5 separate regions of the Mus musculus genome follow, and regions 1, 2, 3 and 4 are each linked to region 5. Evidence: chromatin contacts called from public Hi-C, promoter capture Hi-C and targeted proximity ligation data. All regions are on one chromosome and are shown on one strand. The core of a region is the stretch at or near the end of the contact, and the rest is flanking DNA. Distances in the headings are between cores, read along the strand shown. Region 1 overlaps Ms4a4d (membrane-spanning 4-domains, subfamily A, member 4D). Region 2 holds the start of A430093F15Rik (RIKEN cDNA A430093F15 gene). Region 3 holds the start of Ms4a6b (membrane-spanning 4-domains, subfamily A, member 6B). Region 4 holds the start of Ms4a6c (membrane-spanning 4-domains, subfamily A, member 6C). Region 5 holds the start of AW112010 (expressed sequence AW112010).

Region 1 (3,788 bases), core at 165-2,664, 510 kb after region 5:
CCATCAAATTCTGCTGTGACAGTGACAGCACCCCCCATGATACTTCAACCATTGCCACCATCAGAATGCCAAGGGAAAAATGTTCCAGAAAATCTATACAGGAACCAACCAGGAGAAATAGTCTAATTTTGATGTACGTGTTTTCATGTGTGAGAGTGTGTGTGTGCACATGTGTATGCATTTGGCTTTTTGTACGAATATAAGACATGCTCTAAATAAGTAAGTCAAGCATTTATTAAGTCAATAACACTTTAAAATCTTCTATTCATTGTATGTACAAGAAGAATTTAATTGGCAAAAAAAATTTTAATGTAAACTGATAAAAACCTTGGTTTAGTGAGGTGAAGTCTCCAAAGAGTGAAGAATGGAGTTCATGGGTTTTTTTTGGGGGGGGGTTGCTAAATAAATAAATTTGGCTGCTCACGATCATATACAGACACATAAACTATGTAAGACAGCAGGTGTATTACCTTACTAATAATAGCAACCAATTTTAATCCTACATGAATGTTCATCTTAATAGTATATGCCTTAATTGTTATGGTGAAAAGTTACAATAAACAAAAGTGATTGAAATCAGAGCACTTGAACCTTAAATACACACACATGCATGAACACACAAACACACACATATATGCATCTATATACATTGTATATTTATATAAGTATAGTGCATCTCACTGTACATATATAGTATATATTTTGTGTGGATATAGAGAGTATACATACACATATGTGTATATATTACATATGACCTAAAAAGTTACTTATTATTGAGGATTGAAGCTCACATATTTAAACACTTGGTTCCAAGTAGAGCCATTCTTTTTAGAGATTGCTGAATCTTTCAGATATGAGGCCTAACTTGTGAAACTAAGTCACTAAAGGTTGCCGTTGAAGGTTTCACTGTCTTCCAGTTGAATGTTCACTTTATCTTTCTGGTTAAAGGCAAAGTCCAAAGACTGCTTTTAAGCTAAATTTCCCAAAAAGAAATAAGATTGTCAGTACATTCTTAGATAAATTGATTCTAAGTATGTGTCAATGTTTATTATTCATTATAGAATAAGTCTAGATCCTGCATTAATTTGGCATAGCATGATTTAAATTATTTGCATATTTCCAAGCATCCAGGGTACATCTGCAGGTATTGATGTGTTCCAGGAGCCAAACTTAGGCCCGATGCTATTTACTAATTATCTTAAATTAACTTTTAATATAGCTATATCAAGACAGTTCTCAGAAAGAAAACATTAAAAAAAAATACCAAATGGGATTGGAGAGACGGCTTAGTAGTTCAGAGTACTTGTTGCTCTTGGAAAGGACCTGGTTTAAGTTCCCAGAACCCACATTGTGACTCACAACAATCTTAACCCAGGTTCCAGGGGATCCAATGCCCTCTGCTGACTTTCACAGACACATGCCCACAAATTATGCACATACACACATTGTACAAAAAAAACACATAAAATGCAAAAAGTACGGGGTGGGGGGACATTAAAAATATTACATAAGACAAGAACTACAAAGTAATTAATTCAAGACCAAAAAGATAATGATTGATCTGAAGCTGTTTCAAATAAAACAAAATCCACACCAAACCAAACCAAACAAACATTTTCCTCATTAATGTTCCTCAGATACCCACCCATAAAGTCAGACCAGCCCACAGCAGTGCTTCTTGTTGGCAATGGGTCACACTCACAAAGATTTCATTGATTCTCTCAGTTCTCAGTTTCCTTCCATGCAGCTCTTTCTCTGTTCTTTGTGTGCTGTTGCTTCCTTGTTCTCATCACAGGAAGTGAGTTCTCAGCTAGGGATGGGATGTCCCAGTCAGTTATGAAAGTGCTTATGCTAAGCTCTCAACCCTTTGTTCTCTGAATCTGGTCACAGCACACAGCAGTGGCCAGGCTGTATTCTCAGCTGCATCTTTCCTATTGCCCAATAAGCCACAGACATTATGAGCAAGGCTGATGGTATTATGAAATACTGCATTTTTCCCTCTCCATTTGAAGCATTTGGGGTTTTTTTAACTTCTCCCCTTATCAAGAGAATAGAATAGTAGAAAAGGTGAGAAGAGGAAGGGAAGCATTATTTTTCCCACAGCAGCAAGGTTGCATTTCCTAAAACTGTAAATAATTTATTCAATTTTCTTATCCTGTCTGCACTCTTCCTCTGAAAGCACTTAAGGAAAATAAAATTCTGACCTTCTCTCTAGAGGACAAGATGCTTAGCCCATAGTGAGGCAGTCTAAAAGACTGTTTTCTGTCTCATGTAACACAGAAAGATGACAGGAGATATTACAGCTTTAATGTCCTGATGGAGTCAGCTGTGTCCCTACAGAGGTGCCTGTGGTTCTACAGTGGACAGGAATCACTGTGGATGCTGAGTTCTAGAGGATAAAGAGTGGGCTGGCTTAACTGGGAAATTTTACACACAAGCCAGAGAGAATATATCTCAAAATAATGTTTCTGAGCAGTTCCAGAATCTACTCCTATTTTCTTGTTTTGTGTCACAATCTTATAGTCATCCTTTTTGGAAAGTCATGTAAATAGAAGTGGGCTTTTATTGAATGTTTACAACCACACACAAAAAAAAAACTGAAACAAAAGAAAAAGGAGGAAGTATGTTAAGAATTAAACCAAACTTAGATAATTCAGTAGTATTTGTCTCATTTCTTTTTAGACTCCTCAAGAGCTATAGTTGTAGTTGTACATTATATACAGCCATCATATTCACATATTCAGCTATCTATCTATCCTATCTATCTATCTATCTATCTATCTATCTATCTATCTATCTATCTATCTAACTATCTATCTATGTGTGTGTCTATCCATCTGTCTCTCTCGCATACACACACACACACGCATATATATATATATATATATATATATATATATATATGACACATAATTTTCTTTTTTTTAATTTGAAATTTTTTTATTAGGTATTTATTTCATTTAAATTTTCAATGCTATCCAAAAAGTCCCCCACACACTCCCCCACCCACTCCCACTTCTTGGCCCTGGCATTCCCCTGTACTGAGGCATATAAAGTTTGCACGACCAATGGGGCTCTCTTTCCACTGATGGCTGACTAGGCCATCTTCTGATACATATGCAGCTAGAGACACAAGCTCCAGAGGGTACTGGTTAGTTCATATTGTTGTTCCACCTATAGGGTTGCAGATCACTTTAGCTTCTTGGGTACTTTCTTTAGCTCCTCCATTGGGGGCCCTGTGGTCCATCCAATAGCTGACTGTGAGCATCCACTTCTGTGTTTGCTAGGCCCCTGCATAGCCTCACAAGACACAGCTATATCTGGGTTCTTTCAGCAAAATCTTACTAGTGTATGCAATGGTGTCAGCGTTTGGAAGCTGATTATGGGATGGATCCCCGGATATGGCAGTCTCTAGATGGTCCATCCTTTCGTCTCAGCTCCAAACTTTGTCTCTGTAACTCCTTCCATGGGTGTTTTGTTCCCAATTCTAAGAAGGGGCAAAGTGTCCACAGTTTGATCTTCGTTCTTCTTGAGTTTCGTGCGTTTAGCAAATTGTATCTTATATCTTAGGTATTCTAAGTTTCTGGGCTAATATCCACTTTTCGGTGAGTACGTATTGTGTGAGTTCTTTTCTGATTGGGTTACCTCACTCAGGATGATGCCCTCCAGGTCCATCCATTTGCCTAGGAATTTCATAAATTCATTCTTTTTAATAGCTGAGTAGTACTCCATTGTGTAAATGTACCACATTTTCTGTATCCATTCCTCTGTTGAGGGGCATCTGGGTT
Region 2 (3,829 bases), core at 1,276-3,775, 310 kb before region 5:
ATAAATGGACCATTCTGCCGCAGCCTACTCTGCCCGGAGCATCCTCAATATCAGGTTTGTGCCTCCCTGGAGGTGACCAAATAAAGGCCAGGCATTTCTAGGTGGCACCCTGGAGAGGGTGGCTGCACAGGTTGGAAACTAAGTGCACACTGACTTCTAACCCAAAGCTGAGAAAGACAGTGGATCAGGCTTGGCAATGCACGCGCAGAGCCCCGCGGAGAATGGGGAGTTGACCTAACCTCTGTGACCCTAAGCCTCCCTGCTATTGCACATGAGCCCAGAGTCAGACCTGGGAAGAACTGAGATCCTCTTACTGCACCCCGGTATGCACAGGTATTCAGCCTGGCAGTACCCAGTACCGGCAGAGACTCACCCAGCGTTCCCAGCAGGTATGTGGCAGCCAGCAGCACTTCGTGGGAGTCCATGGATAATGGCCTTCTGCTGCCTCAGCCTCAGTGAGCTCAGCTGGCCAGCCAGGAGAGGTGTCTGACTCAGTGTCTTACTGTCTTGGAGGGAGGGGGCATAAACAGGGGTGGAAAGGGGAAGCAGGCAGTGTGGGCCTGTGTCACTGCCAACCCTGTTTGAAGTTGAACTGTCAACTTCCTCCCTGTGAAACCACCTGCCCCAATTAGAATGGAGGCCTGAGTCTCTGTCAGCTTCCTGCACGAGGTGCCTGGAACTGCGGTAGTGCCCACTGGCCATTCTCATGGCTGGGCAGAACCAGGTGTCCTTGTGGGATGGGACTGTGGGGCAGAGAGAGGCTGGGAACTCCAGAGAGAGGTCGTTCTACTCTCAGGAGAGCTCACCCGAGGTAAAAGGGCAAGGGCCCGAGACAGGAGCCTTCCCTACAGGATTCTGAGTGGGGTGGGGACTGTGCAGGCGAGCAACTTCAGGTCTTATTGCAGGGTCAATAAGGAAAACCAAGACACAAGCCCTGCTCACTCCTGATGGTGTACGGGGCTGGAAGTCCATAATCTGAGTTGAATCCCTATGGGGATCTAAGCAAAGAAACAAAACAAAACAAGACCTTGCTAGGTAGCCCATGTAAGCCTGGAGTTTGTGGTAATCCTCCTGCTTCAGTCTCACAAATGTTAGAATTACAAGCGGGAGCTGCTGTGCCTAAGAATCCAAGAGTAATATTTTACCAGCAAGTATGGGGAGGAGAGTGTCTTCATCTGAGTTGAACTTGCAGCACTGTGTGTGTGTGTGTGTGTGTGTGTGTGTGTGAGAGAGAGAGAGAGAGAGAAAGAGAGAGAGAGAGAGAGAGAGAGAGAGAGAGAGAGAGAGAGAGAGAGAGAGAGAGAGAGAGAGAGAGAGATCTCCCTGTTGGTGTGAGATGCCCATTTTGGGTATGATCTCCATGTTAGGTATGAGATAGATATTCATGTTGGGTGTGAGATCTCCATGTTGTATGGTCTCTGGATCTAGATTCGTTCATTCATTCATTCATTCATTCATTCATTCATTCATTCATTCATTCAACATTATCAATGATATGCAAGAACTAGAAATGCAGCTGGCATGGTGATACACACCTTTTAATCCCAGCACTCAGGAGACAGAGGCAAGGTGATCTCTGTGAGTTTGAGGCCAGCCTGGTCTACAAAGTGAGTTCCAGGACAGCCAGGGATGTTACACAGAGAAACTCTTGTCTGGTGGTGGTGATGGGTTGGGTGCTGGGGACAGTCCCTACCTGGTGTGTCTGTTATTTTTTCCTTTGCTGGAACCCAGTGTCTCATGCTTACAAGGCAAACACTCTCAACTGATCTGTATCCCTAGCATCCCTTTGTTTCTTAAGTGCCCATCGGAGCCTATTTCCTCACAGTTTATAGAGAGCTTCACTGTCCATTGACCAGCCAGCCCACGCCCTCGCATATGCATGCATGCACACGCATGTGCACACACGCGCACACACACACACACACACACACACACACACACACACATGCACACACTCACACACACACACACACACACACATGCACACACTCACACACACACACACACACACACACACACACACACACATACACACACACACACACACACATGCACACACAAGGAAACCGACATCTCCTTCCACAGACCTCCAGACTCACTTCTTTATCAAAGGCAATCCAAACCCGGAGCTTTAGATTTATTTCCCCTTCACAGGCCTGAGTGTGATCTACTAGGTGGCTTCACTATGTGTTCCAACCTTCATAGAAGTCTGAATGTATTACCTCAGTTACTGGCTGTGTACCGGAGGGAACCCTAGTGGTGGGGTCCCTGCACTCCAGGTCCGTAGCTCTTCCCCTGCCACCGACTCCCTAGTAACTACCCCACAAAGTTTTCTACCTTGCATCCCCTAGACCTCAGGTCCTGTGCCAGCTGGGGACCCCAGACCCCAGGCGACAGTTTCCTGTCCTATCACCCGCACTTTCCATGACACAAGAGGAAGTCAGCTGAGCTGGCTGGGTTTTCCATGCCGCCGCTTGGTGGAGGCAAAGGTGGGGGAGGGGGGATGAGCCCCCTAGGCCAGTTTCAGAACCTCAACAGCCTCCGAGGGACAGGCTCTGCCCTATTGCCTTGGCGACACCAGGTAACCTCTGGAGAGTTGCCTTACTGGACTTTCTGGTTTGGGTCACTCCTCAGTGATTCCAACACTGGTTCTTTTGGATGGGGGTGGGGAGAAGGTGGCAAAGGAGCCACAAGGAGGTGGGGTGAGGGTGAAGGGGGGAGGGGGATGGGAGCTGAGGAATGTGAGGGCCTGAAGCAGATCAACATTGGTTGGATGACTAAGTGAAATCTATAGGATGGATACCTTCCAAGTGTTTATTTGATGAGTGACTGAGTGACTCAGTCACTGGGATCTTCTGTACTGGCAGCCTTGAGCACGACCAGCTCAGGCTGGCTGTCCATCTTCCCTACCCAGCTTAGGGAGTGCACCCCTGACCTACTGTTGCTCCTTGCCTGGGAGTGGAAGAGCAAGGGAAGACCTCTTGTCTGTTGAAGGGACTGTCCGAGGGAGGGAGGGAGAGGTACTGACCCTCCAATACCTGCTCTTTGAGTGTGGCCATTGCTCTGTGACCTTGAGTGAGTCCCGTGGAGCTGGGGTCCTCAGTTGGTTCCTGTGTAGCATAGGGGAGTTGGATGACCCCAGGGCAGCCCTCCTTCAGATTGTAGAGGGAAGGGTGTGCCCAGGTGCCTTCAGAGGAGGGACTTCCTCTGTTTTGGGACCTAAAGGATTTGGCTCTTGGTGGGAGGACATCAGCTTGAACTCTTGGGGGAAGCAGAGGTCGGAGGTTTCCAGGGCACTTACCCTGTGCACCAGAAGGGCCAGGTGAGATCTCAGCAGGCTCCCGATTGCCTGCCTCCCTTGGAACAGCACCAGCCTCTCATATATGTGGTGAAACTGAGTCACTTAATGAAGTAAATTACCTAAATTCCCCTTGTGTAATGTATTTAAGAAGGCTACCTTATGATATGCCCCGTGGAGTATTAGCACAAACACTGGCTCAGAGGGAAGGTTCTAGAATCCATGGTTGTTAGTTTTCAGTGACAACTGGCATAGTTGGGTAGAAACAACTTGGAGTCTAGAAGCTGGCTTAATTTCTGAGGGGGGATATTAGGAAAGCTACTGCCCCATTCCGAGATCCATCTCCCTGCAGCTCGGGGCATCTGGAAGCTGCCCTGGTAATGACATGCAGGGCTTGTGAGGTAGAGTGCTCCCCGTGTGAGGTCAGTCTCCCAGGCTCAGCCCATGCTTTCCTGCAAGGAAGCTCTCTAAAGTGGAGGCTCTCTAAAGTGACCAGCCTTCCCCACCACGGCTGCCTCTCTAGCCAGCCCA
Region 3 (4,110 bases), core at 976-3,475, 470 kb after region 5:
GAAGAAACACTAGATTTGTTTTTTAAGTTATCCATTTTACATCCTGCTCAAAGCCCTCCTCCTTGGCACCCTCCCCTCCTACATCCCTTTCTCCATTTCCCCTCCCCTTCTCCTCTGAGTGTATCCTCCCACCCTGGCACTTTAAGTCCCTATGAAGCTTCCTTACCTACTGAGGCCACACAAGACAACCCACCTAGAAGAACTTATTCCAGGTACAGGCAACAGCTTTTGGCATAACCCCTTCTCCAGTTGTTTGGGACAGATTTCTTAGAGAAGACAGTCTCTTGGTCTTCTCCAGAATTGAAGTAGGGCTTTCTTTCTGTGATGTTCTGGCCTTGCTGAAAAAGGTGACTTCCAGATGATAGAATAATATGTCTTAGCTTATGTCTTCAGCCAACAGTTCACACGGGAACTGTAGAACTCACAACAGTAAAGAACAAAGGGGCCTTGTACACTCTGAGAAGCACTGGAGAGCCAGGATTATTAAACAGGTGGCTTATGTCTTCTTTGGAATGGGATGAATAGCAGTTCTTCAGGGAATGCCAGGAATGATGTGGGTTTACAACCTTTGCTCTTTGATGAAACAGGCTCTGCCCATATCTCCCAGAATTTGTTTTTACTTATCATTGCAGACTCTTACCTTAAACTGTGAGCACTGCTTTTAGACCATAAACCCCGCCCTCATGAGGGACGTTACCTGTACCTTACCACAGCCTTTACCACAGGAGGCTGATGTTATCTTAGGGCGAGGCAATGCTGAAACCCACAGGCATCACTTATCCCTCAGTCAAGCTCCCTAGAGCCTAAGTCTTGGGCACTATCTCTTAGTCAACAGTACCCGTTCTTGTGGAAAAAAAAAAAAAAGCCAGGTGTGCTTTGTAAAGGACCTCAATGTAACATTACATTGTTGTGAGCTTGGGCCTGAGTTCATTGCTATCTGAAAACCTTTTGTTCCAAAATTGTGCTGTGCTTCACTATGGCTAAAGTAAAACAATCTAGGCTAGACCAGCACCAGTTACAACAAAATGGGGCTGAGCTGAGTTTTATTCATCTCTTCCTAAATTGTTTTGTTGTTGCTGTTGTTGTTTTGTTTTTCCTGCCTGCTGTGAAACCTGCAGGGAATTACCACACCACAACCCTCTGATGTGACAGTGGCTCACACTGTCTCCCTAGGTTCTTTTTGGCTGACTCCAAGGAAAGAAGGAAGGAAGTTGTCAGCGTGTAGCTGTCCAGTTGCTGCAGCTGGCTCTAGTTCCCCTGTGAAGTTAATTATGTCAAAGTCAGCTTCTGAATTGTGCCTACCCAAGGGCCTGAAAGCCACAGGGACACATGTCTTCATGACTGTGTCTGGAGTGCAGGATTGTTGAAGTCATTCCTGGTGTGTTGAAACTTCTCTGCTTGCTCCTCTCCTGATCTATTACTTTTCTAGAAGTGTCCAGTAACTCCCTGGACACATCTCCTGTTAGAGAAGTCCAGTGGTCTAGAAGAAGGTTAGAAGAGATGAGGAAGGCTCTAAAGGGAGTATCAATTAACCAGCGAGTGCTGAAATCCTGTGTGCAGGGGTTTTTTTCCCCAGAGGCTGAAGAGTTACTGGGGGAAAAAGTATGAATAACAAAGTACCAAAAATACTGTAAAATGATCAATTGTTACAATTGATTATACATTACAGTGTGCTCAGTAATGTATTAGCCTATAATAAAGTAATATATCAAAATCCAAGGTCATGATTACTATTATCATACTTTACTCTGCATTGTGAAATGTTTTATTCATCAATACTACTATGACTTGCAATATCATTAGTAATCAAGAAAGTTCATTAAATAGTAGTTAGAAGGAAGACAGGTCTTTAAGAAAAACTTTCATCTTTTTTCCCTTTTTTGATTAGATATTTTCTTTATTTGTTTTTCAAATGTTATCCCCTTTCCTAGTTTCCCCTCCAAAAACTTTCTCTCATCTTAATAGGTTTTCCCAGCATGTTGCTGTTCTTTGTTTAACTCATAAACAACTAAAGTTCAAGAAAGTGAACTTGGGCATTGCATGCAGCTAGTGGGTGTTGCAACTCACTACCTCACCCCTCACTCTATCAAAACTGGTTCAATTAGTAATTTTTCTGAAGTTACTGGGACTTTCTGATATAGGAAGTACAGGCACAATAACAGTCCTCAACCTGTTAAGCACCACTTCCTGTGCAGTGAACACAGAAGAAGGAAGGGCTGGAGACAGTTACAAGTTCACAAGAAGGAACCAAGGATCAGCCTGAGAGAACCCAGAGTTAAGGCTCTTCGGGTTCCTGAGAGCTCGGCTGGAAGTGACTGGGTGACAAGGCACACAGGCTCAGGTAGGCAACCCTGAAGGGACTTCCCTCTGTGTAGCACTCTGTTTCTGGGACTGAGTTACAAGAACTTGCTGATGCTCATGAAAGCAATGGAGACACGGGGGCTCTTTAGAATTAAATGGGCAAAGGCACAGGGCATCTGGCTTACCTCTGTCCTGGCCATTTTAGCTGCATAATCTTGGTGATCACTGACATAAGGAGCAGAACTCTCAGGTCATTCACTGATTAGGCAGCCTAAGGGCTGAGAATAGCACAGAGAACAGAAGGGAGCCAAGATGAGCTCAGAAACCGATTCCCCAGGGAACATGGTCCTTCCACCTAACAAGGGCATGATTGTCAGTATCATGACAAAACTTGAAAAAAGCTTAGGACTCCAGGACTTCTCATATGGGTGCATTCAGCTGCTTCTTCACACTGAAGAGACTTAAACACAGGCTGCCCCTGGCAGGTGGGAAAATAAGGAGAGAACCAGAGTCAGAGACAGCTGTGCCGCCACACACAACTGTGTGTAGGCAACTGGTCAGTAATGAGAACTTTGCCTGTTTATTTAGCATTTATTTGATGTTGCTGTGCAAAGCATCATTACTTCCTCATATACATCAAAGTTTTGATTCTGAATTTGTTACTGATTGTGATTTTATTAATTAATGTAAAGGATTGTTTTCAAGAATAAAAACACTAGATTATGTCTACTAAAATATGATAAAATGTGAGGTGCTAATCCTAAAATTGGCACTATTAGACACACGAAACAGATGCATAGGGTTGCACGTTTTGAGTGGTACATAGCATGGATTGGAAAGCACTGAAGGCTGACTTTAGTACCTCATGGATAGCAAAGCAGCCGGACAGTGCAAGTCATTGAATAAAGACAATGCACTTGTTCTAGGTGAAATTGGGAAAGAGCCAGAGCTACATCTGACAAATTTTGTGTAAACATTTGGGCATAGAAACAGAAACCTGTGGGGATCCAGGATTTCCCTTCCTATGAGGTGTTTATTATCTAAAATCATTGTGGTGTGTTTAACATTTTGAAAAAAATAACTCCTAAATCTGAGATGTGATGGTTTTACATTTCTCTGTACCAGCAGTTTCTTCTGCCAAAGGACAGGTCAAGGATGCCCAAAGGTGCACAGTCTGGGAGGTGGGGGCAGAACTGGGAAGCATGGTTTGTTTTGTTTGTTGTTATTTTATGTTCAAAGCCAAGGCACTTAATGACTTACTGAAAATTCATGTGCTGTGTACTCTGATCATGCTTTTCCTTCCCATTTCTTTTCCTAGATCCTCTCAAACTATCCAACACTATCCAACTTTGCATCTTCTCTCTCTCTCTCTGTCTCTGTCTCTGTCTCTGTCTCTCTGTCTCTCTCTCTCTGTCTCTGTCTGACTCTCTCTGTCACTGTCTCTCTGTCTCTGTCTCTGTCTCTGTCTCTGTCTCTCTGTCTCTCTGTCTCTGTCTCTGTCTCTCTGTCTCTCTGTCTCTCTCTGTCTCTCTCTGTCTCTGTCTCTCTCTCTCACACACACACATTAGCAAAAACAACAAAAAAGGAGAATGAAATGTAAATCAACCAAGCAAACAGAACCAAAACTAAACCAAACCACTACAATGGGCACAGTATTTTATCACACCTGAGTCCATTTTCTCTTCCAGCCGTGGGAGCTCAATCATGATTCCACAAGTAGTGACCAGTGAGACTGTGGCAATGATTTCGCCAAATGGAATGAGTCTTCCCCAAACAGACAAACCCCAGCCTTTCCACCAGTGGCAAGAC
Region 4 (3,975 bases), core at 811-3,310, 420 kb after region 5:
GATTTTTTTTATTATTTATTCACTTTACCTCCTTCTCACTGCTCCCCTCCCACAACCCTTCTTCCATTTTCCCTCCCTCTCTCCTCTAAGTGAGTAGGGCCCCTTTGGTTGTCTTCCAACCTTGGCTCTTTAAATCTCTGTGAGGATTCTTCACCCACTGAGGCCACACAAGGCAATCCAGCTAGAAGAACATATCCCACTTACAGGCAACAGTTGTTCCTATAGCCCCTGTTCCAGAAGATCAGGATGGAGTTCTAAGAGAAGCTGGTCCCTCAGTCTTTTCTAGAATTGAAGCAGGGCTTTATCTCTGTGCTGTTCTAGCCTTGAGGACAAAGGTAACTACCAGATGATAAAACATGTCTTAGCTTGTGTCTTCTGCAAAAGAGTTCAAGCAGGAACTGTAGAATTCACAACTGCAAAGGACAAAAAGGCCCTGTGTACACAGATAAGCACCGGAGAAGCCAGGATAGATAAAGAGGTGGTTTACATCTTCATGGGAATGGGATGTGTAGCCGAGCTGCTCTACAACAAGTGCCAGGAATGTTGTAGGTTTACAACCTGGTGATCCTTTGCTCTTTGATGAAACAGGCTCTGCCCACATCTCCCAGAATTTGTTTTTACTTATCATCGCAGACTCTTACCTTAAACCGTGAGCACTGCTTTTAGACCATAAACCCGGCCCTCATGAGGGACGTTACCTGTGCCTTACCACAGCCTTTACCATAGGAGGCTGATGTTATCTTAGGACCAGGCAATGTTGAAACCTACAGGCATCAGGTATCCCTCAGTCAAGCTCCCTAGAGCCTAAGCCTTGGGCAGCAGCACTGAGTCAATAGTACCCATTCTTGTGAAAAAAGCCAGGTGTGCTTTGTAAAGGATCTCAATGTAACATTACATCGTTGTGAGCTTGGGCCTGAGTTTAGTGCTATCCGAAAACCTTTTGTTCCACATTGTGCTGTGCTTAATGTGGCTAAAGTAAAACAATTGGGGCCAGATTCTAGAAGTCGTGGTCCGGCACCAGTTACAACAAAATGGGGCTGAGCTGAGTTTCATTCTTGTCTCTTCCTAAATCTTTTTGTTATTGTTGTTGTTTTGCCTGCTGTGAAACCTGCAGGGAATCACCACACCACAACCCTCTGATGTGACAGTGGCTCACACTGGCTCCCTAGGTTCCTTCTGGTTGACTCCAAGGAAAGAAGGAAGGAAGTTTTCAGAGTGTGGCTGTCCAGTTGCTGCAGCTGGCTCTGGCTCCCCTGTGAAATTAATTATGTCAAAGTCAGCTTCTGAATTGTGCCTACCCAAGGGCCTGAAAGCCACAGGGACACATGTCTTCATGACTGTGTCTGGAGTGCAGGATTGTTGAAGTCATTCCTGGTGTGTTGAAACGTCTCTGCTTGCTCCTCTCCTGATCTATTACTTTTCTAGAAGTGTCCAGTAATTCCCTGGTCACATCCCCTGTTAGAGAAGTCCAGTGGTCTAGAAGAAGGTTAGAAGAGATGAGGAAGGCTCTAAAGAGAGTATCAATTAACCAGCGAGTGCTGAAAAACTGTGTACAGAGTGTTTTGGTTTGATTTTTCAGAAGCTGAGGAATTGTTGAAGAAAGTATGAATAACAAAGTACCTAAAATACTGTAAAACATTCAATTGTTACAATTGATGATACATTACTGTGTGTTCAGTAGTGTATTACAATATAATAAAGTAATATATCAAAACCCAAGGTCGTGATTACTATTATCATACTTTATTATACATTGAGATCTGTTTTATTCATCAGTATTACTACAACTTGTAATATCATTAGTTATCAAGATAGTCCTTTAAATTCTACTTAGAAGAAACACAGGTCCTTCAGAAAACTTTCTTCTTAATGGCTTTTCCCAGCTTGTTGCTGTTTTCAGTTTAACGCTTAAACAACTGAAGTTCAAGAAAGTGAACTTGGGCTTCAAGTGGAGCTGGTGCGTGTTGGGACTTACTACCCCCCCCCCCCCACTCTCTCAAATCTCTTAGTGATTTTTCTGAAGTTACTGGGACTTTCTGATATAGGAAGTACAGGCACAGTAACAGTCCACAGCCTGTAAGCACCACTTCCCTTCCCGTGCAGCGAGCACAGAAGAAGGAAGGACTGGAGACAGTTACAAGTTCACAAGAAGGAACCAAGGATCAGCCTGAGAGAACCCAGAGTTAAGGCTCTTAGGGTTTCTGAGAGCTCGGCTGGAAGTGACTGGGTGACAAGGCACACAGGCTCAGGTAGGCAACCCTGAAGGGACTTCCCTCTGTGTAGCACTCTGTTTCTGGGACTGAGTTACAAGAACTTGCTGATGCTCATGAAAGCAGTGGAGACACGGGGCCTCTTTAGAACTAAATGGGCAAAGGCACAGGGCATCTGGCTTACCTCTGTCCTGGCCACTTTAGCTGCATGATCTTGGTGATCACTGACATAAGGAGCAGAGCTCCCAGGTCATTTACTGATTAGGCAGCCTAAGGGCTGAGAATAGCACAGAGAACAGAAGGGAGCTAAGATGAGCTCAGAAACCCATTCCCCAGGCAACTTGGTTCTTTTAACTAACAGGGATATAATTGTCGGGAGTGTGACAAAACTTGAACCACAGCTTAGGACTCCAGGATTTCTCATGCTATTGCATTAAACTGCTTCTCCACACTGAAGAGACTCAGACACAGACTGCCATTGGCAGGTGGGAAAATAAAGAGAAGAACCAGAGTCAGAGACAGCTGGAGTCCAACACACAAGTGTGTGTAGGCAACTGGTCAATAAAGAGAACTTTGCCTATTTATTTAACAATGATTTTATGTTGCTCTACAAAGCATAAATTACTTCCACGTGTACATCAAATTGTTAATTCTGAATTTCTTCTAATTGTGATTTTATTAACATAAAGGATTGGCTTGGTGAAGAAAAACCCTACAAGATCATGTGAACTAAAATATGATAAAATGGGAAGTGCTAATTCTTAAACTGGCACCATTAGACACTCAAAACAGGCAAATGGGGTTACATATTTGAGTGGTACCTAGCATGGATTGGAAAGCATAAAAGTTGACTTTAATAACTCAAGGCTAGCAAAGTAACTGGACAGTGAATGCCATTGAATAAAGACAATGCAATTGTTCTAGGTGAAGTTGGAGCTACATTTGACAAATTTCATGTGAAAATGTGTGCATAGACACAGGAACTTGTAAGGATTCAGGCTTTCCCTGCCTATGATGTGTTTATTATAAACTCACTGGGTTCTGTTTAATATTATGGGGAAATAACTCCTAAATTTGAGATGTGGTGGTTTTACATTTCCCTATACCACCACTTTCTTCTTCCGAAGAACAAGTCAAGGATGCAAAATGGTGCACAGTCTGGGAGGTGGGGGCAGAACTGGGAAGCATAGTTTGTTTTGTTTGTAGTTATTTTATATTTAAAGTCAAAGCACTTAATTTCTTACTGAAAATTCATATAATGTACTCTGATTGTGGTTTCACTTTCTCCATTTCCTAGATCCTCTCCACCCATCCAACTTTTCTTCTTCTTCTTCTTCTTCTTCTTCTTCTTCTTCTTCTTCTTCTTCTTCTTCTTCTTCTTCTTCTTCTTCTTCTTCTTTTCTTCTTCTACTTCTTCTCTCTCTCTCTCAAACAAATAGGCAAAAACAAAACATAAAAAGACAACAAAAATAAATCAACCAACCAAACAGTACCAAAACCAAACTAAAAGAAAACAAACCACTACAGTGAGCACGTTACTTTATAAGAGCTGAGTCTATTTTTTCTTCCAGCTGTGGCAGCTCCATCATGATTCCACAGGTAGTGACCAATGAGACCATCACAACGATTTCACCAAATGGAATCAACTTTCCCCAAAAAGACGAGTCCCAGCCTACCCAACAGAGGCAAGACAGCCTGAAGAAACATCTAAAGGCTGAGATCAAAGTGATAGTGGTAAATCCCACTCAGAACATCCTGGGGTGGG
Region 5 (3,744 bases), core at 873-3,372:
GTTTGAACTGTGGCTTTGCAATAGACCATGTTTATGGCTTTGGTAATTCTCCCATTCTCTCTCAAGTTCATGGGTAAAAAGTCTCTCTGAGTCTTTGGGAGTCTCCAGGGTAGATGAAAAAGAATGGTTACTTTACTCCCTTTCAGCCAGTGCCTCAGGAAAGAAGAACCATTGCTGAGGTAAGCTCCTTGGTATTTCCTCAGAGAGAGGCAGGAAGCCTTAAGGGTGTGTTTTGTACTGGGAGAAGGAAAAGGCTGGGAGCCTGTTACCTTCCAGAAAGAGACTGCCCACAGTCTGACTACTTTGCAGAAGGGTCTGGAGCTGAGGCAGTGAAGGTGAGTAAGACCACAACTTGATTAGGAAAAACACCCATGGAAGGAGTTACAGAGACAAAGTTTGGAGCTGAGACAAAAGGATGGACCATCTAGAGACTGCCATACCCGGGGATCCATCCCATAATCAGCTTCCAAATGTTGACACCATTGTACACACTAGCAAGATTTTGCTGAAAGGACCCAGATGTAGCTGTCTCTTGTGAGGCTATGCCGGGGCCTAGCAAACACAGAAGTGGATGCTCACAGTCAGCTATTGGATGGATCACAGGGCTCCCAATGGAGGAGCTAGAGAAAGTACCCAAGGAGCTAAAGAGGTCTGCAACCCTATAGGTGGAACAACAATATGAACTAACCAGTACCCCCCCCCGGAGCTCATGTCTCTAGCTGCATATGCATCAGAAGATGGCCTAGTCGGCCATCAGTAGAAAGAGAGGCCCATTGGTCTTGCAAACTTCATATGCCTCAGTGCAGGGGAACGCCAGGGCCAAGAAGAGGGAGTGGGTGGGTAGGGGAGTGTGGGGGGGAGGGTATGGGGGACTTTTGGAATAGCATTGGAAGTGTAAATGAAGAAAATACCTAATTAAAATAAAATAAAAATTAAAAAAAAAAAAAAGAAATTCTTCGCTTTGCATACCTCTGGCTCTTTATTTAAACTCCATGTTAGAAACTGAGTGATAAGCCCAGGTGGGGCCAAGTCACTGGACCCCTTTGCTCTGCTTCTCAATGAAGTCACAATGAATTCATTTTTTTCTACCTTCCACTCTTATTTGTTTAGTTGGCCCATTAAGGACTGGGTAGATGAATCTGGATTGCTTGAGCCTGGACTCTGACCCTGACAATTCTAGGTGCAGTCTGGAGCAAAACAGAGAGGCTCCTCTGGGTAAGAGTAGGATGTGAGGTCATGGACAAGAACAGTCAGAAAAGTGAGATGGTTAAAGGCTAGAGGGGGAAGGCAAAGCTAACATGGAGAGAGCAGGGCCTGTATCAAATGTTTTTTTCTAGGGCAGAGGAAGATTCTAACTACATACAGGGTGCCTCATCTTCAGAAGAGGGTACAGACTCCTGCCATTGTTCTGAGCTTTTAGAGAAAGCTAGATCATTAAAAAGTCTGCTGGGCTGGAACAGAGCTATTTTAAAAGGGGAAGGAATTAAGGCCTCTGCACGTTGAGAAAAAGTCAGTGAAGTGATCCACAACTGAGGAGAAAATCAGAAAGAACTTACACAGGAGGACCCAGGAGAAACTTACGCTTAAGTCCTTTGCTTTGTCCTTTCCAGATATTTCCGTGTGCGTGTGTGTGTGTGTGTGTGTGTGTGTGTGTGTGTGTGTGTATTTCCCGCAGCGCCTGGCTGGCCCTTCATATGCCTACCTAGTGCTGTCTCCTCTCTACATCCCAGGCTTAGAATTGAGTTCTGTGGTGTCAGACAGGAGATACCCACCCCACAAGAACTATATCTTCCTGGAAAAACAGACTTAGAAATAATAACAAACTAAATGCAAGCTTTCAAAGACAGAAGGTGACACTCATTCTCTCCAGTAAGCTGGGATGAGGCCTTCCATGGGCCTTCTTACCCACTATAGATTTCCCCTTACAGATCAAGAGGTACTTACGGGAGACATCTTGCAGCTCAGGTTGTCTGCTAGACTCCTGCTGATCTTCTCTTTGGTTTTTTATATAAAGTTTGAGAATGTCAGTTTCACTTTCCCTTTGAATTGCTTTGGGGCACTATTTGCTAAACAGGAGTGGACTGAAAAACCCCGAGTCTGAGAGAAGTTTACACAATTAGTTGGCCTATCCCACAAACAAACAGGAAGATCTGCAAACACAGCCCAAGAGCCTTTTCCCACTTGGGAAATTCCTTGCTTGGAACACAGTACAGTGTTGCCTGAGACAACTGCTTCATCCTTGGCTATGGAAATAAGCAGACATAATATGATATTTCAATGATTTAAAGCAAATGCTGATTTTTTTTTTTTTTTTTTTTTGGTAAGAGTAACACAAGTACATGGGTCAGTGGATATTCTTCAGGGCTCTCTAGGATGTGGTTTCAGGCAGGACACAGGATTACACTCAAGCGTGTATCTCCTGTGTTTGCATTTTCATCGTGGGTTGTAGGTTAAAGAATTAGCAGATGTGAATACAAGGAGAGTTCACTATTATACTGCCAGAAGCCAGAGGCTAGGAGAAGCCTGGAGGAGACTCTCCTCCCAGTCCTCCTGAAGGATGGAGCCTTGCTGACACCCTGAACTCAGACTTCCTGCCTCCAGAACCAAGGGACAATAGGTTTAATGAGCTCTCCTGTTGGTGCCACCTTGTTATCGTTGCTAAAAAGCCCATAGAGTGTCTGTGAAAGATCTTGTGTAGTGACAGGGAAGCAGTCACTGCTGGCACAGCCAGCTGACTGGTCAGATTGGGAGTAATAGAGGTGACATGGAAATATAAGGAAGAGGAGGCAATCCCCAGCAGAGACAGAAGGCCCCGCTCTCCATAGGGTGTGGTCCTTTGAGTGAGACCCCCCCACCTCATAAATTAAAAGCTTGGTTCCTGGTTGGGAACTGTTTGGGAAGAATTAGGGGGTGTAGCTTTGCTGGAGGAGGTGTGTCCCACTGTGCACATTCTCTCTCTTATTCCCTCTCTCCCTTCCCCCGATCCCCTCTCTTCTTCCTCCGCAGGAAGTACACTCTTAACTACCGCTCCAGTGCCATGCCGGCCTGCTTGATGCCCTGCTTCCCATTATGATGATTGCAGACTGTAACTCTCTGAAACTGTGGGCCTCCAAATTAATTAATTAATAAATAAGTTAATTAATTAAAATCAGTGGCCTTGGTCATATGTCTCTTCAGAGCAATAAAAAACAAAACAAAACACAACAATGAAGATAGGTGGAGGTTATCAAGTTGACTGGCAGGTCAAGAGAGCTGTCACTCAACATTGATCTTGGTCCCTTGCCTCTGAGGAGGAGGAGTGAAGGGCTTTTAGACTGGGTTGTGAGGCTCCAGAATGGAGACCCATTCTCTGTGTCCTAGGGCTCTGAGAGGGTGAGTGTATTCTAACTCAAGGAACTCGGGACATCTTTGCACTTGGAGGAAATCAACTAAAGACTCTGAAAGAGCTTATAAGGATTCCGTTTTTTGATATTTACCACTGAATAAATGAAAGCAGAGATGACTAAGATGTATTTGTTAGTTGTTAGGCTAAAGCTATACATTTCATGTCAGCAGAAATAAGCATCTTTAGTGAAAAAAAAAAACCCTATTTTCCAAAATAAAAATTTAGTAAGAAGAGAATTAGTTTTTAGCAGTTGTGAGGGTGGGGAGGCGAAATATTTTTGCCTCCCCCAACACTAGGTTCACAAGTGAAGCCAGTGTAAAAAAAGACAGAACAAGAGAAAAGTATGCATATCTATACAC

The links. A called contact is a pair of places that touch in the nucleus more often than the background predicts. Capture Hi-C pulls out chosen DNA fragments and counts their contacts.
Region 1: a contact with region 5 is called in a Hi-C map of bone marrow-derived macrophages, with 12 read pairs. A contact is called at or near these places in 4 of 39 promoter capture datasets (embryonic stem cells, hippocampal neurons and liver), 1 of 484 Hi-C or Micro-C datasets (bone marrow-derived macrophages) and 2 of 130 datasets of targeted methods (bone marrow-derived dendritic cells and fibro-adipogenic progenitors).
Region 2: a targeted proximity ligation map of memory CD8 T cells shows a contact between it and region 5, with 54 read pairs. A contact is called at or near these places in 2 of 130 datasets of targeted methods (memory CD8 T cells and pancreatic cancer cells).
Region 3: a contact with region 5 is called in a targeted proximity ligation map of effector CD8 T cells, with 36 read pairs. A contact is called at or near these places in 6 of 39 promoter capture datasets (cranial neural crest, hematopoietic stem and progenitor cells, liver and 2 more), 4 of 130 datasets of targeted methods (CD8 T cells, bone marrow-derived dendritic cells, effector CD8 T cells and 1 more) and 2 of 9 other capture datasets (adipose tissue and liver).
Region 4: a promoter capture Hi-C map of liver shows a contact between it and region 5, with 2.4 times the contacts expected there. A contact is called at or near these places in 3 of 39 promoter capture datasets (embryonic stem cells, frontonasal cranial neural crest and stem cell-derived epiblast-like cells), 3 of 130 datasets of targeted methods (bone marrow-derived dendritic cells, effector CD8 T cells and memory CD8 T cells) and 2 of 9 other capture datasets (adipose tissue and liver).

The regions. Positions count from the first base shown.
Region 1 is chr19:11,557,892-11,561,679 of GRCm38.p6, forward strand. Ms4a4d (membrane-spanning 4-domains, subfamily A, member 4D) reads left to right here. Exons shown (of 7, transcript NM_025658.5): 7 at 1-575. The coding sequence ends at 126. Among named protein-coding and RNA genes, the nearest start is that of Ms4a4d, 23 kb to the left of the region's middle.
Region 2 is chr19:10,738,422-10,742,250 of GRCm38.p6, forward strand. A430093F15Rik (RIKEN cDNA A430093F15 gene) reads left to right here and starts at 2,526. Exons shown (of 4, transcript NR_027805.1): 1 at 2,526-2,581. Cd5 (CD5 antigen) reads right to left here and starts at 553. Exons shown (of 11, transcript NM_007650.3): 1 at 374-553. The coding sequence starts at 425.
Region 3 is chr19:11,516,334-11,520,443 of GRCm38.p6, forward strand. Ms4a6b (membrane-spanning 4-domains, subfamily A, member 6B) reads left to right here and starts at 2,226. Exons shown (of 7, transcript NM_027209.3): 1 at 2,226-2,341; 2 at 3,990-4,110. The coding sequence starts at 4,006.
Region 4 is chr19:11,467,308-11,471,282 of GRCm38.p6, forward strand. It overlaps Ms4a6c (membrane-spanning 4-domains, subfamily A, member 6C), which reads left to right and starts at 2,061. Exons shown (of 7, transcript NM_028595.4): 1 at 2,061-2,249; 2 at 3,782-3,944. The coding sequence starts at 3,798.
Region 5 is chr19:11,048,444-11,052,187 of GRCm38.p6, forward strand. AW112010 (expressed sequence AW112010) reads right to left here and starts at 2,123. Exons shown (of 3, transcript NR_102366.1): 1 at 1,945-2,123.